Regions from separate parts of the Zea mays genome. Here all the other regions are linked to region 1. A link is a contact called in public Hi-C data. All regions are on one chromosome and are shown on one strand. The core of a region is the stretch at or near the end of the contact, and the rest is flanking DNA. Distances in the headings are between cores, read along the strand shown. Region 1 holds the start of LOC103644330 (non-specific phospholipase C2). Region 2 holds the start of LOC100285563 (ATPase). Region 3 holds the start of LOC103644328 (putative pentatricopeptide repeat-containing protein).

The links. Hi-C and Micro-C count contacts between places; a contact is called where the count stands out from the background.
Region 2: a contact with region 1 is called in a Hi-C map of leaf, with 2.6 times the contacts expected there. The contact joins the promoter of LOC100285563 here to the promoter of LOC103644330 in region 1. A contact is called at or near these places in 7 of 25 Hi-C or Micro-C datasets (bundle sheath, ear, leaf and 2 more).
Region 3: a contact with region 1 is called in a Hi-C map of ear, with 5 times the contacts expected there. The contact joins the promoter of LOC103644328 here to the promoter of LOC103644330 in region 1. A contact is called at or near these places in 12 of 25 Hi-C or Micro-C datasets (bundle sheath, ear, leaf and 4 more) and 2 of 3 datasets of contacts at active chromatin or transcription factors (leaf and seedling).

What each region holds. Positions count from the first base shown.
Region 1 is chr1:305,959,048-305,962,309 of Zm-B73-REFERENCE-NAM-5.0, reverse strand. It overlaps LOC103644330 (non-specific phospholipase C2), which reads right to left and starts at 1,488. Exons shown (of 2, transcript XM_008667541.3): 1 at 1-1,488. The coding sequence starts at 566. LOC100281132 reads left to right here and starts at 1,580. Exons shown (of 1, transcript NM_001154051.2): 1 at 1,580-2,591. The coding sequence starts at 1,648. The coding sequence ends at 2,295.
Region 2 is chr1:305,761,237-305,764,498 of Zm-B73-REFERENCE-NAM-5.0, reverse strand. LOC100285563 (ATPase) reads left to right here and starts at 1,490. Exons shown (of 14, transcript NM_001158454.2): 1 at 1,490-1,706; 2 at 2,212-2,348; 3 at 2,437-2,570; 4 at 2,884-3,029. The coding sequence starts at 1,556. It overlaps LOC100275095 (hydroxyproline-rich glycoprotein family protein), which reads left to right and starts at 374. Exons shown (of 2, transcript NM_001149278.1): 1 at 374-811; 2 at 928-1,299. The coding sequence starts at 596. The coding sequence ends at 1,101.
Region 3 is chr1:305,820,540-305,823,801 of Zm-B73-REFERENCE-NAM-5.0, reverse strand. LOC103644328 (putative pentatricopeptide repeat-containing protein) reads left to right here and starts at 1,500. Exons shown (of 2, transcript XM_008667536.4): 1 at 1,500-3,208. The coding sequence starts at 1,842. The coding sequence ends at 3,173. LOC606472 (derlin 4) reads left to right here. Exons shown (of 6, transcript NM_001112329.2): 6 at 61-692. The coding sequence ends at 258.

The DNA of each region.
Region 1 (3,262 bases), core at 239-2,738:
GCCCTGCTGTCGTTGCTGACGAGGCCGTGGGAGGTGGCGGAGTGCACGAACAGCCGGTTGGGCTGCGTGGACGCCGGGTTGGACGCGAACCAGCGGTCGCACACGGCGAACTCCCGCACCAGGTCCCGGTACACGGGCACGGCGTCGGGGCGGAAGCCGCTCATGACGGTGGCGGACATGCCGGGCCTCTCCTTCTCGGCCTGCTGCGCGAAGCCGGACATGGAGGGGGCGACGCCCGGCGGGGTGGCGGGCGTCGTGGCGGCGTCGACGAAGGGCGTCCCGTAGACCTGCTCGTAGATGGCCTGCATGGAGTGGCCCGGGTCCGGGTCCACGTACTCGGCGCCGTCGCTGAAGCGGACGGCGTGGGAGGCCGGGTCGGAGGCGTCCACGTGGTTGGTCTCGGCCCCCGTCACGCCGTCGATGTCCGGGTTCAGCGACTTCATCCACCCCAGCATGTGGTCGAAGGAGCGGTTCTCCTGCACCAGCACCACCACCGTCTTGATCTTATTGTTGGTCCCGGCAGCTGCCGCCGGTACTGGTACTGGTACCGGTTCCGCCGCCGCCATTGTTGCTGGACTGATGGTGGTAGCTGCTTGGTTTCTTCGTTCTTCGTCCTTGGTCGACCGATGCGAAATATATAGATAGATAGATGTGCTAGCTAGCTAGCAGTAGCAGCTCGGACGCTTGTCTGCCAAGCATGTCTTAATTAGCTTAAGAAGCTAGAACTGCAGCATGCGTGGACGTACACGCATGGCGCATCGGAGGGGAAGACGCCAACGACAGAGAGAAGAAGCGTCCGTCCAGAGTCCAGACTCTCCAGGCACATCATGCATTCATGATCTGGCTTTCATTTGGTTGCCACTCACTCCAAGGCATGCATTCGAGGCGACCGAAAGGTGAGAGGCCACCACAAGCAGCAAGCCCAACAAACAAAAACAGATGATCCACCTGCACGCAGCAGATAATCGAAGGAGAGCACCGGATCCAAATCCAACCACCGTACCAACCGTCCGTCACTTGCCTAACTGGGTACTCCATGCGTCGCCAAACCAAACCAAATACGTAAATCATGGTCTTGATCCTACCGAGAAACGCCCAGCTGGACACAACGGCGACAGCGAGTCCGGCTGACAGTATGTCCCAGTCAGTAGAATCCGATCAGGACGAAGAACAGGATCATCAATGGCAACAACGCTGTCCTTGCTTTCTTCAGCCTGGCACATCGGTCACCACTGCCGTCTGACATACTAGTTGTGATGGACCAGCAATTGTTGGTATGGGCCTGTTGGGCCCAATTGGACAGCATTTTCCACTGTGGCCCATTGCCAGATGAGGAGGTCGGATAATTTCTCCAGTCGGCAACAAACAAGGAGGGAGGAGGGGCTGTGTAGTTCCCGGGTCCCGCGGCGGAGAGAGCGGCGTCTCACCGTCCCCGGCGCGGAGACGCAATGATTTGCTTGGTGAGACGGCGTCCTCTCCTCTGACCGACTACACCTTTCCCATCTCCAAGTCTCCAATCCATCCGCTCGTATATATAAATACAAATGCAAATAAATAAACGCCCCACCAGCCCACCAAACCCATACATACCATACGCGCACCACCAGCAGCCTCGCCGAGATCTGCCTGCTACCTTCTTCTCCATCTATGGCGCCGCCGACATTGCCCCGCGCCCTTACAGTCCTCCTCCTCCTCCTCGTCCTCTTCGCCGCCACGGCGCGGTCCGAGGAGGAGACAGCCGAGCCCCCCGCATCCGCGCCTCTACCCGCCGCCGACTCGCAGCCCGCGCACTCGCCAATCTCACACCCACCTACCGCCTCCGCCTCCGCCGCCGCAGACGCGCCCTCACCGCGCAAGGCCGCGCCCGTCGCAGCCCCCTCCTCAGACGCGCCCGCCGCCGCCGACGACGACCAAGCGTACACCAAGCCCCCCTCGCCGGCACCGGCACCAGCCGCCGCCGCCGACGACGACCAAGCGCACACCAACTCCCCCTCGCCGGCACCGGCAGCCGACGGCCGAGCGTACAGCAAGTCCCCCTCGCCGGCGCCCGCCGCCGAGCAGATCAAGGCCGCCAGCGCCAGCGCCACCGCCAACGACCAGGGCGTGGTGGACGCGGACGCGGCCGCGCGCCCCCGCGGGGAAGAGATGAACGGCGGCGGCAAGGCCGGCGTGGCGCTCGGCGCCGTGGCCGCCGCCGCCGTCCTCGGCCTCGGCGCCTTCGTCTGGCGGAAGCGCCGCGCCAACATCCGCCGCGCCAGGTACGCCGACTACGCCGCGCGCCTGGAGCTCGTCTGATCCGCTTGGCTGGCGTCCCCCCTCCCTCCCCACGCTAGCTCCACGGATCGGATCGGATCGGAATATCGGATCAGGAGATGCTTCCACTGCACCGCTAGGAAGGAGAGTAGCTAGGCCGAGCCTCTGCTCATATTATATCGCTTCATTCTTTCGTGACCACGGCAATGAATAACAACAATCCACGCATACGTATATTCGTATTCATTCATACGGAGATGGAGATGGGCCATTTTTGTAAACATCGTGTACACTATAATTAATTATGTATTTGGAGAGTGCTCTATTGTTACTAGTTATTCATTTTTTTAAACGTGGTTGTTGCCGCAAGCCGTCGGTTCCATTTCCATGTGTACATACACACCTTCCAGATCTTTACGAACGCTTTCAGCATGCTGCTCACGGTCGACAAGTACAAGAGCCATAACTTTTTTTTCTTCTTCCGCCATCCGCCTGATCATTTACGCTGGCTGAGAAAACTAAGGCCCCCTTTGAACACAGGAATATAAAAACACATGAATAGAAGAAAAAAAAATACATGATTAGAGCTCGATATGAATTATAATCTTATAGGAATTGAGAATGCAAAAAAAAATCACCTATCTTTTGAATACAATGCAGGAATTTGAATAGAGATTGGATCGCTCGTTATTTTTCTTCAAAACTTGTACGAAGGAAAGCAATTTATAAAAGACTAATTTGGAAACTCTATTTTTTCAAGTGATTCCTATTTTTCCAAAAGAAATTAGCTATTTTCCCATAAGAAAATAGGAACCACTTAGAAAAATAGTAATTCGAAAAATAAAGTTTCCAAAGAATTTTAAAGAAATTCATGAGATTGAATCTTACGTTCCAAAGGCTCACGTTGGAATTTTTCTCTATAGAGATTTGAATCGTTCAAAAATCCTTTATATTTATATATTTACTCTGTACCGCCGCTAGTAGTATTACGTAATACACCATATGTTGT
Region 2 (3,262 bases), core at 241-2,740, 200 kb after region 1:
CTAAACTTGTCCCTAAAAACTTATTTAAAAGAACTATTTTAGTTATCCCGTTTGGTATTTTAGGAATTAAAAGTGACTAAATTTTAGTCACTAAGGTGTTGTTTGTTCCACATATTTGTAATGTAACCGATAACGTTAAACTATGTTTGTTTAAGTTCAACTGTAATTAGATAACACACTAGAAACTAGTACCGTCATATTCAAACTTGTTACCGCTGTTAATCGGACGTGAATCATTACCATTGTCATTTAGGTTAAATTTCGTGAACCAAATGGCACCTAAAGTTTAGGATGTGGGAACTGAACACCCCTAAGCCTGCTATCCTTTCCCATCCTTGCTACAACTCTTTTGGTACATTGTTATAGAGTCCATCGTTTTCTCTGGTACCTAATAAGCATATATCCTTTGGGGACATACCTGAAACTTGTATCCAGAAGGAGTGAATGGGGTAGCTTTCTTGCCACCTTTAGAAAGTCCATTTGATTATTTTCTCTTGGACAGGACAGGCAGTGAGATGAGCTGCGTCAAGCAAGCACTGCCAGTGCCAGCAGCAGATATAAGCAGAAGGCAGGTGATGCGAATGGCCGTCCGTCCATGGCGTTGCCCATTGAGCATTCCTCAAGGCCGACCCTGGGGTTTCCCTTGGGGACGGCCCTCTTGCTCCTCGTGATCTTTGCCCTGAGTGGCATGTTCTCGTGCTGCTACCACTGGGACAAGCTCCGCTCCCTCCTCCGGTCTCGGCATCCAGGCATGTTCCAGGAGGGCACCTCCGTCGCGTCCTCGCCGAGCAAGACGACCTGTGATCACAAGGTAAATTAAACTCCCGTCCGATGCGCGCGCGCACACACACACACACTCGCTCACCTCAACATGTCTATCTTGCTGAACGGACACTTGAAAGGCTGTGTCACTGTTTCTGTTTGCAGCTGGACAGAGCGTGTGGTTTGCCCGTTATCATGCCTGGGGACAAGGTCCCCAGGTTCTTCGCGAGGCCCTGCCCTCACGAGACGTCTTTGTGTTTGCCCCAAGCTGCAGAGAAGACGGCTGGAGTTCCGTCGGAGACCAGATCATGCATGAGCCGTCCGTCAGTATCTGTATAAACACCTGCATGACGCAGTTAGCTGTTACGGTGACCGACTGTGTGTGTATATCATATGCTTTTGGTAATACAATACAAAGTGTGCAAACATTCCACTTGTGATATATACTATATACAAGATTTAGACAGTGTTAGGACTTATTCGTTTTGTTCTCAATCTATGTGTAATAGATGAGATTGAGTGAGTTTAAATTCTAAACAAGTCAAAATCTTTCATAATTTTTTTAATACCATCAACTCCATATGCCAAACAAACCTGGTGCACTGCATGCTCGTGTGGAAATAATCGTGCTTGTTGATGGGCAACCAAATGAGCCCACGGGCCCAGCTACTTCCTCTCGGCCCACGCGTTCGCGGTCAGCAAGGACGCCGCGTCACCTTCCCTCCCTGACCCGACAAACCAACGCCGCGTACTCCTCTCTACTCTCTGCCCCGCCACCAAGCTCGACCGACCGATGATCCTCAGCCGCCTGCATGTCCGTGTCACCCGCCGATCCCCCGCGTCCGCCGCCCTCCGCGATGCGGCAACGCGCGCCTTGGCCTCCGCGGGCCTCTTCCGTGGCCTCCACGGCGGCGCCTCCTCCGAGCACGGCCGCGAACCCGCAGGTAACCTCATCCTCGTCATCCTCCTCCCTGCCCGCGCGGCTGATCGGTCCCTAATTTTCATATGAGACCGGACGCCCGGGCTATAGACTAGTATGGGTTCAAGTCGCAGCTGCATTTCATGGAACTCAAATTCCCGCCACTGCTGCGTTTTTTTCATGTGCGCTTGCAATCAGATATGACATGCCACTGTTGCTCATCAGAATTAACATATAAGCTCACCAGCCCTGTGAATCCGTTCCGTGATACCTCCCCTCTGAATACATGATAAACCTGCCACCTGTCTGTGGTACTGAACATGGAAAACATGCAGCCATCTATTGTACCGAACATGCAAAAGATGCAGCCATCTATTGTACTGAACATGCAGAGGATAACGTGATAATTCACATTGCTCAAATTCATCACAACGTCAACCCCCCCCCCCCCCCCCCCCCCTCCCTCCCCAAAAAAAAAAAAACTCTTCCCTCCGATTTCGGTCTCTCATACTCTTGTGTTCTATCTGAAGGTCCTCTTACGCTCTACAGGAAGCTAGTGAGCCAAGGGAAGCTCACGCATGATAGTTACCAGGAAAATGTAGCTTCCGAATTAGACAACCTACTTAGTAGGCTTCAACGGTACGAGATGGAAATGGAGGATTATCATGTAAGCTTTCGCACCCGCTTCTTCTCACTTGTCAATAGACTCAGTACCTCGCTGCGCTTGTTCAGTAAGAAACCTATGTACTATGCAGGACAAGCTGTACTTCTGGGAGAATAGCAGGGAGAAAGAGCGGCGCAGGCTTCTTGTCGAAGAAGCTGAAGATAAGCAGCGTGGTGGTGTATGGATTGATGAGAGAAGGGGATTTCTTGACAAGTTGGTTGCACGGTAAAATGCGTATTCTCAAGTTGGCCACTATTATAGAGCTCGTTTAACATACTTATTACATGGGATATCTTATTGGCGTCACTGCGCATCTATCCCATTCCCAAATTACTTTCAGTATGGTGCTGTGAAATTCTGTTATGCTGAAACCATCCATGGATGGAGCGCTGCTGTTACTCCTCAGCTCCTGCAAGAATATTAACAGCTCAATATGCATTACAATACATCTGAGCATGCCAGGTTTTAGTTGCTTCATACGAGAAATGGACTATGCTGGGTTTTTTTTTCTAACCTGTGTTTTGTTGATTAAACCCAGGAGAAGAAGAGGAAGCATAGAACCTGGAGTTGGTAAGTGGGTCTCGTACCTGAACCGAGAGAAGAAACTAGATACATTGGTAGGCCATAGACCAGTCGCTCCTGTTGCTCCTAAAGGATTGTATCTCTATGGAAATGTTGGAAGTGGTAAGCTACCTGATTGTTGCTCATGTTCGAAAGAAGCACTTTCTAATCTTGTTGGTTCCATTTTGTCTATTAGTTTCTCTAGCTGGCCTACAAATGAGGGGTAAAATGCTTCTGTTGGGCCATTTTGCCCTACATTTATGAAACTAACGTGAGCAAGTAACCGTGTTGATATTTTACGTCTTCTGAAATATTATTCTGTCACCTGTACTAATCTCAAGGCACAACTTGTACAC
Region 3 (3,262 bases), core at 251-2,750, 140 kb after region 1:
CGTTCTCTTGGAGGAATGAGTGATATATCTCTTATCTTAACTGATGTCACATTGTTTCAGGGTATGATTGCTGGACATGTGTACTACTTCCTGGAAGATGTATACCCACGTATGACTGGGCGTCGCCCCCTAAAGACACCGTCCTTCATTAAGGCGCTATTTGCTGATGACAATGTTGTGGTGGCACAGCCACCCAATGCTGGGATTGGTGCTGGTGCAAGGTTCGGTGCTATTGGTGTAGATCCCCAGGCTCAATGATGAATTACTTTCAGTGACCTGAGGGCCGAGGCTGTGACTGATCTGGGATGCGGCAGTTTGTATTCTCTGCGCAAATTGCGGAACTGTACAAGCCATTGTTCTTGTGTATTTATACAGGCTAGATGAGAGTTATTGTGCATAACAAAAAGATTAGTAGTATCGGAGGCGGCTAAGTTTGTCACCTGTTGGCAGGGCCCGGAGGAAAATGGATCGTGATGGGCAAACAGGCCAACCCCTGTTGCAGAAACTTGTTCATGTGACGGTTTAACATCTGACCTGCTACCCTTTCATGCATCGGTGAATTTAGTCTAGGAAACTGTTTGAAGTGGGGAAATTTGGTGCTTTGGCAGCGAGAATTTGGATGGAGCGCTGTAATTGCAGAATGGTGCAAGGAATGACTCCTAACATTGTGGACGCCTGGATGGTGTTCGTTTTCCTTCCTGATTCTGCTGTGTTCACCGATCCGGATGATCTGGTCTCCTGGAAGCAGTCTTTGTCCATTTTTCCTTCATCAGCTGCTCTTTAACCGTAAAATCGGCGTTCGTCATTTCAAGTGTTGTGACCGTATCCCTTTTCTGTTATATAAATAAAATGTTTCAGTTAGCTGTTTTATTAGTACATAGTTATTGCTATGCATTAGGCGTACACTGACTAAATCTAGACTAGAAAACATAAAGCGACTTATAATTTAGAACAAAGAAATTACTATCATTGATAATTTTAAATCTATCTATGTGGCCACGATGCGTTGCCCGTTGGTTGGCTGGCAGGCAGCTGCCAGGCGTTCGTTTTGCTATGCCTAGGCTATCTCCAACCAGAAAATTAGTTGCTACATGCCTAGGCTATCTTTAAAAAAAACGCACATTTCGAGAGGCATTTAGCTATTTGGTAGTGAACCGTGTACACTTGTGAATTTTGTTTCTCAAACAAATCACGTATATGTAAATGCATCTCTCACCTAAATAATACATATTTATCGTTTCTTAGTTTATTTTTGAACTAAAACGCGACAAATATAAAATAATGGAGGGAGTATCAATTTAAAAAATAATTTTTATTCTCTGTTGCCTCTTTCGCATGCACATTCATATATTGGAGAGGATGTGTAACTTTACATGATTTCTCTTATGTAGTGGTTTTAATCCGACTACGACTGCTGCTTTTATATTATTTTATCTCTATAGATTACAACATTAGTCAGTAGTCTGAACAGCTGCAGCAGCTGTGTCTCCAGCGCAGCCGAATGTCTCTGGTCAGAATGCGTTGCCTGGCGGCTGGCCAGTCATCCAAACAGAGCTAATCTGTAACAGGATATATGGAAATTATAGGTGAAAATTGAATTCGCTGTCACAGATACATCTTCTAGAGAAAATTTTGCATTTGACTGGATTGAATTTGATATTTGCTTTATTGAAAACAAGTCTACTTTTATGGTTTTTAGTCCTGATTTTCCTTCCATCGTAACACTTAATCGAAAAGAAGAGAAGAATCGTGTAGGTCATCCTCCAAACGTAGTACGGTAGTAGGCACTAGGCAAGGCATTCTCGACGGCCTTCACAGACCGTCTCAAACTCAAAAAAACGATGCCCTTCCCCTCCCGCCACCAGCGCCTGGCGTCGCTGACGAAGCTGCTGACCACCCACGTGAACGCCGGCCGCCACCGCGACGCGCTCGGCCTCTTCTCCCGCATGCTCTCGGCCCCCGACCTCCCGCCGCTCACCGACCCCTCCTTCGCCCACGCCTTCCCGCTCGCGCTCAAGTCCGCCACCGCGCTCCGCGTGCCCGGCGCCGCCGCCTCCTTCCACGCGCTCGCCGCCAAGTGTGGCCTGCTCTCCAGCCCCTTTCTCGCCTCCGCGCTCGTCGCGTCCTACGGAGCGCGCGTCGTCGGCGGTGCCTGCGGTGCCTCCTACGAACTCACTCGCCGCCTGTTCGACGAATTGCCCGCCCGCAACGCCGTCGTCTGGAGCGCCATGATCTCCGTCCACGTCCGGGCGGGAGACCTCGCCGCCGCGGCGTGGGCGCTTGACCACATGGACGTCCCCCCGACTGCCTCCTGCTTCAACACCGTGATAGCCGCGGTCGCCGAGTCCAGGGAACACCCAGCCCGAGCCATCGAGGTGTACCGACACATGCGAAGAGTGGGCGTCCCGCCGAGTTTCATCACGCTGCTGGCGCTCGTCCCTGCATGCACCGTGATAGGCGCATTGACTTCGATCAAGGAGGTGCACGGCTTTGCAGTGCGGCATGGCATGTGCGCGAGATCCCACATTGGCAGCTCCCTCATCGAAGCATATGGGCGCTGCGGTTCTCTTGCTGCCGCGCAGAGGGTTTTTGACCAGGTTCATGATCGGGACGTGGTTGTTTGGAGCTCTCTGGTTTCAGCCTACGCTTTCCATGGTCGTGCGGAGGTCGCAATGTCGCTTTTCCAACACATGGAGGACCAGGATGATGTTCGGCCTGACAGCATCATGTTCCTTAGCTTGATGGCGGCCTGTGCCCATTCTGGTCATGCAGATGACGCATTGCAGTATTTCGATGTGTTGACCAGGAGATATGGAGTGGAAGCTTGTGGAGACCATTATTCGTGCTTGGTGGACGTCTTGGGCCGGGCAGGACGGCTGCACCAAGCTTATGAACTTCTACGAACAATGCCAGTAAAGGTTACAGCAAAAGCCTGGGGAGCTCTTCTTGCTGCATGCAGGAAACATGGGGATGTGCGGTTGGCAGAGGTTGCCGGGAGAGCATTGTTTGAGATCGAACCAGAGAATGCAGGGAATTTTGTTTCGCTCGCAAACATCTATTCAGGTCGTGGCATGCATGAGGATGCAGAGCGGGTGAGAAGGGAGATGGAGCAGCGAGGTGTGCAGAGACTGCCTGGTAGCAGTTGGATGCTACATCACAAGCCAAGTTGTTAATGCAATGCCCAATATATTTTTTTTCGGGCCCAGTGGTTAGTTGTACATGCTATGGTTTTGGGTGCCTACCTGTCTTGCTATAGAAGTAT